Linked DNA regions of Bos taurus: region 2 is linked to region 1. Evidence: chromatin contacts called from public Hi-C data. All regions are on one chromosome and are shown on one strand. The core of a region is the stretch at or near the end of the contact, and the rest is flanking DNA. Distances in the headings are between cores, read along the strand shown.

Region 1 (3,138 bases), core at 266-2,765:
CATTCTGAAGGAGATCAGCCCTGGGTGTTCTTTGGAAGGAATGATGCTAAAGCTGAAACTCCAGTACTTTGGCCACCTCATGCGAAGAGTTGACTCATTGGAAAAGACTCTGATGCTGGGAGGGATTGGGGGCAGGAGGAGAAGGGGACGACAGAGGATGAGATGGCTGGATGGCATCACTGACTGGATGGACGTGAGTCTGAGTGAACTCCGGGAGATGGTGATGGACAGGGAGGCCTGGTGTGCTGCGATTCATGGGGTCACAAAGAGTTGGACACGACTGAGCGATTGATCTGATCTGATCTGATCTTGGGTCCACAAAAGCAGAACTCTCTCCCTTGGGTTTAAGGAGAATCATTAAGCTGGAGTTACAAATGCTTGGGTTGAGGCTGAAAGGTAAACAGAGGCTATTGTCATGGAGGAACTTTATCCAACACTCAGCAAAGTTTGTCAGTCAGGAAAGGATCATGATCAGAAGTACATTTTAGAAAGAACTAGTGTGGCTCCTTGGAAGAAAAGCTATGACCAACCTAGACAGCATGTTAAAAAGCAGAGACATTACTTTGCTGACAAAGGTTTGTCTAATCAAAGCTCTGGTTTTTCCAGTAGTCATGTATGGATGCAAGAGTTGGACCCTAAAGAAAGCTAAGCGCTCAAGAATTGATGCTTTTGAACTGCGGCGCTGAAGAAGACTCCTGAGAGTCCCTTGGACTGAAAGGAGATCCAACCAGTCAATCCTAAAGGAAATCAGACCTGAATATTCATTGGAAGGACTGATGCTGAAACTGAAACTCCAGTACTTTGGCCACCTGATGTGAAGAGAGGACTCATTGGAAAAGACCTCGATGCTGGGGAAGAATTAAGGCAGGAGGAGAAGGGGACGACAGAGGATGAGATGGTTGGATGGCATCACAGTCTCAATGGACATGAGCCTGAACAAGCTCCGGGGAGATGGTGATGGACAGGGAGGCCTGGCGTGCTGCAGTCCATGGGGTCGCAAAGAGTCGGACACTAACTTAGCGACTGAACTGAACTGAAGAGTGTGGCGGCAGCAGGAAACGTCTGGTCAAACCTGGACGCAGGAGGTGTTACTTGGATCCAGATGTAAGCAGCTTGGACCAGGTCTGGGGTCCTGGCAACTAGACTCAACTGTAACATTTCACCGGCCTGAGGTTAAGAGGGCCTAAGGAGGCTCACATGCCATGTGAATAATTGTTTAAAAGTTATAAATCAAGCTAGTAAACTGTTAAATTATTCTCCATTCTCCTATCTCGATAAACACATCTTCAGGAGGGCCTGGAAGGGAAGGGGAGAGCCTGGGCGGAATCCCTGGGACTCAGGCGGGGCTCTCCCTGAGGTGCACGGCGGCAGACCACAGCGACACCTGGCTCCTCTCCGAGCAGCGGCCAGAGGTCGCCTTCCTGTCGCCTCGCCCTGCTGCTTGACCTGCCGGGGGCGTGGCCGAGCGTAGCCGCGCGCCGAGAACGCGGGGTCGAAGGGCAGGCGGCGTCGGTGTCATGGCGGCCTCCACCTTGGGCTCGGCGTGGGGACCTCTGCGGCTCGGCGTCCCCGGCCTGTGTCGCCGCCGACCACCCCGGGGCCTGTGGGCGCGCGCACGGCGGCTTTCGGAGCCCGTAGCGTCCGGGAGGAGCGTGGCCGCGGGTAGTGGACTTGGCGCCTCGGGCACTGACCGCTACTGCTTGGAGCTGCTGCGGTGAGAGAGCCCGGCCTGCCCCGAGGTCGGGGAGCAAAGCCGGAAGGGACCCTCGTGGGCGCGGCGGGCCTCGAGGCCGACCTGCCTCTTGGCATTCCAACGCGTGTGCCCTGGGGTCATCCCTGGGTGTGTGGTGGGAGTGAAGCCACAGGAGCTTTCACATCGGTCCCAAAATTGTGGCAAAATTCCTTCGTCTGTCATGTAGCTTGAGTCTTAACGTTAAGCTTTTTACATGAGTGTTTTTTTTTAATGTGAAAGATGACTAGTAATTAATTTTAAGTAAGCAGTGGCTAACTTTGAGTTCTTCTTGTGTGTCAGTCAGGCATTATGCAAAATATTAGTTTACAAGTAATTTATGTAATCTTCGCCACAAAGTATGACGGACAGTTGTACACTCCGAGTTTTATGAATTAAAACATTTAGAACAATGTCTGGCTTAAAGCAGGGGCACAGTGAGTACAGTATAAACGGTATTATCTTATTTAGCAGATATGGAAGCAGATTTAGAGAGAATTCAGGGGATTTACCCGAGTTCAGTGGAATCTAAGCCTCATAAAGTCAGAGGCTTAATGACGATTTTGTTCAGGTAACACGTGAAAAGCACAGAGGAGTGAATTGGATGTTTCAGGTTACCTGATACATCTCGGCAGGGGCCTGTCTTGGATTCCAGGTCTGACTTCAGGGATGAATGGTTTAAAATACACCGCTCCCCTCCCCGACTCTGCTGCCTTTGATTAATAAAAGCGGCAGAAGGTCTCAAAATATCTGGTCTCAAGGGCTTCTGAGAAGTGCTAGAGTAGTTAACCACCCTGGATTTGATTGGGCTAGTAAATCCCAATTTTTTGGAATTCCGTTATAGCAAAATGTAGTATAATGACAGAATTCCCATGCATTTCAGTGTTTTGTTTTTAATGCTTTTAAAAATAGTGTACCTATCCCCCCTTGTTTACTTGTTGATTACTTATGGAGAAACAAGGTAGCATTAGTGGAAATCAGGGCATTAAAAATTGTAAAAGCCAAAATAGTTATATTCATTTTTATATAGTTTAAAATTACCACTTTTTGATAATAAACAGTTTAGGTTACCAAAATGTATACCATCCACAGTCACTTGTTCAGTGCGGTTTTTCTTTGACACCAGTAGTGTCCTCTGACTTTCCTATCCAGGGTTGAGTCGCTCTTACAGATTTCTTTTATGTTCTTCTAGTAATAGTCTGTAGATATCACAGAACAGCTTTTCTCAAATATATATTTACAAATGGGGAGACACTTAATCTGTCCATATTGGTAATTAAGTGGAATGGAGGCTGTTGACTCTAGTGATTTAAAGCAGGCAAACCTTATCTGAGTTTATTAATGTTAGTTGTGTCATTTGGGAAAGTTAACTAAGATTCACCTATTTCCTCATTTGTAGATTTATACTT
Region 2 (3,138 bases), core at 316-2,815, 200 kb before region 1:
GATTATGGAAAAAGCAAGAGAGTTGCAGAAAAACATCTATTTCTGCTGTTTTGACTATGTCAAAGCCTTTCAAAGCCTTCACAATAAACTGTGGAAAATTCTGAAAGAGATAGGAATACCAGATCACCTGACCTGCCTCCTGAGAAATCTGTATGCAGGTCAGGAAGCAACAGTTAGAGCTGGACATGGAACAACAGACTGGTTCCAAATAGGAAAAGGAATACGTCAAGGCTGTATATTGTCACCCTGGTTATTTAACTTATATGCAGAGTACATCATGAGAAACGCTGGGCTGGAAGAAGCACAAGCTGGAATCAAGATTGCCAGGAGAAATATCAATAACCTCGGATATGCAGATGACACCACCCTTACAGCAGAAAGTGAAGAACTAAAGAGCCTCTTGATGAAAGTGAAAGAGGAGAGTGAAAAAGTTGGTTTAAAGCTCAACATTCAGAAAACAAAGATCATGGCATCTGGTTCCATCACTTCATGGGAAATAGATGGGGAAACAGTAGAAACAGTGTCAGACTTTATTTTGGGGGGGGCTCCAAAATCACTGCAGATGGTGATTGCAGCCAAGAAATTAAAGGACGCTTGTTCCTTGGAAGAAAAGTTATGATCAATCTAGATAGCATATTAAAAAGCAGAGACATTACTTTGCTGACAAAGGTCTATCTAGTCAAGACTATGGTTTTTCCAGTAGTCATGTATGGATGTGAGTTGGAGTATAAAGAAAACTGATCGCTGAAGACTTGATGCTTTTGAACTGTGGTATTGGAAAAGACTCTTGAAAGTTCCTTGGACTGCAAGGAGATCCAACCAGTCCATCCTAAAGGAAATCAGTACTGAATATTCATTGGAAGGACTGATGGTGAAGCTGAAACTCCAAAAACTTTGGCCACCTGATGCAAAGAACTGACTCATTTGAAAAGACCCTGATGTTGGGAAAGATAGAAGGCGGGAGGAGAAGGGGATGACAGAGAATAAGATGGTTGGATGGCCTCACTGACTCCATGCACATGAGTTTGAATAAACTCCAGGAGTTGGTGATGGACAGGGAGGCCTGGTGTGCTGCAGTCCATGGGGTCGCAAAGAGTTGGACGCGACTGAACTGAACTGAAATCTCAGAAATGGACGTCGGAAAATTGAAATCAACAAAGACAGATTTGCCTAGATCACAGTCTGAACCTGTAGGGTTCGCTAAATTTTCCGAAGACTCTCAGGCCTGCCGATGAGGCTGTTCTGTCCGCTGGCCAAGGGAACAGGGAAAGCAAACTGAGCGACGTAGTTCACCAGCAAGCCGTCTCCCAAAGACATCGGCCCCGCCCTCCTCCAACTCGAATAACGATTGGTCTGGAGGCGCGGCGGGGGTGGGGTGGGGGCGGAACCAGGACGCCCCGCCCCGGCTGGGGGTCAGGCCGCCATTTTGGGTTGTGTGGGTTTCCGGGACGTTCCGCGTGCCCCCTCGCTTCCGGGCAGTTCCGCACGTCAGAGGCCCCCGGGGCCCGCGTCCGAGCGTCAGGTTGGAGCCGGGAAGCGTCCCTGGGGGTAGCGGCGGCGGGGGCAGGATGAGCGCGGAGGCGGCGGACCGGGAGGCGGCCACCTCCAGCCGCCCCTGCACCCCGCCGCAGACCTCCTGGTTCGAGTTCCTGCTGCAGGAGTCGCTGTTGGAGAAACACCTGCGCAAGCCCTGCCCGGGTAAGCGCGGCGCCCGCGGCCCAAGGATTGCCCTCGGGGCTCCCGCCGCCCCGCGCCTTCTGTCGCTACCCCGCGGCCCGGGGAGGCGGGCCTCGGGGCTGAGCCCTGGCGCCGCCCCGTCTCTGACTGGGCATCAAACCTGCCGGCGCGGGGCGCCGCTCCGGGAGGCCTAAGAAAAGCGGGAAACAGAGCCCCTCCCGCTCCCGCCCCCTATTAGTGTTTGCCGTCTTGTCGCCTCTCAGGTGGCCTTGTGACCGTACTCGGGTTCGGGGGGAGGGGGTCTCAGCCCTCCCCTGGGGCTGAACCCCGGACAGTTTGGGCGGGGGGTGCGGTCTGCGGAGACATCAGCTGTTCAGAGGCTGGTCCTGACGCTGAATATCTTAGGTCCGTATTTTAACTGTTTGATTCCTCAACAAACGGATTCTGCTGACTCAATTATTCCAAAGTTGGGTTGTAAATCAAAGCGAAAACTTCTGAAAGCAGAAAATGCTATCACAGTTGCAAGATGGTTATTGTATAATGATGTTTATGATTGATACTGCAGTTCAGGAGTGCTGTTCAGGGAGGGTGGGAAATAACAGGTATTTCTGGAAAGAGGTGCTGGCATGAAAAGGTAAGTTCCTTGGATGATAAATTGCTGACGAGAGTTCGAATCCAGATGTGCTTGTTCAGTCTAATCCACTGGTAATTAGACTAATCCACCACTAATGAGCTGGTGGAGACTCCTGTGCGAGAAGTTGGTGTACTTCACGTGGGCGGTTTTACCACTATATTGTATTAATGTGCTTTTAATTCAGTTTGTTGAGTGTTTCTGGGTGCCAAGCTCTGTGCTTCATGCTTCACAGCTGCATTCTCGTTTAATTCCGTCTTCATGATAATCCTGTGAGGTAGGTGGTCCTCTATTTTGCATTGACAGAAACAGGTGCAGAGGTAACTTGATGCAAGTCCCACTAATTAAGCCTTAAAGCAATAATTTTAAACATGGCATTTCTTTCCCCTAATTTGACAGTTGTTTGCCGAACTGAAATCTGTAACCATTATGTTCTGTCGTCTAAAGTGCTTTTGTCTGCAAGGATCTGTTATCTTCCCTTCTTACATCCTTCCTGATCTTTCGTTTATAATAGCCAGGCTCACTTCTTGTGAATCATAATCCTTATTCATTGTAACTACACAACTGTTTGGATCCCCTTTTTTATCCCTTAACTTTCAAAAAAAGTTGAATAGTTGATTTATAATGTTTTAGGTATACAGTGAGGTGATTCAGTTATATGTATACACCTGTTCCTTTTCAGATTGTTTTCCATTGTTTATGTGCTTATTTGCTCAGTCCATGAGATTCTCCAGGCAAGAGTACTGGAGTGGGTTGTTATAGGTTATTAAAATAACCTATTGGAGTATAGTTCAATATCGAGTAGAGTTCCCTGTGCTATATAGTCGTGA

What was found. Hi-C and Micro-C count contacts between places; a contact is called where the count stands out from the background.
Region 2: a contact with region 1 is called in a Hi-C map of liver, with 2.4 times the contacts expected there. The contact joins the promoter of INTS8 here to the promoter of NDUFAF6 in region 1. A contact is called at or near these places in 2 of 11 Hi-C or Micro-C datasets (liver and an unstated tissue).

What each region holds. Positions count from the first base shown.
Region 1 is chr14:69,299,971-69,303,108 of ARS-UCD2.0, reverse strand. It overlaps NDUFAF6 (NADH:ubiquinone oxidoreductase complex assembly factor 6), which reads left to right and starts at 1,515. Exons shown (of 9, transcript NM_001105389.1): 1 at 1,515-1,714. The coding sequence starts at 1,518.
Region 2 is chr14:69,504,077-69,507,214 of ARS-UCD2.0, reverse strand. It overlaps INTS8 (integrator complex subunit 8), which reads left to right and starts at 1,565. Exons shown (of 27, transcript NM_001102556.1): 1 at 1,565-1,698. The coding sequence starts at 1,569.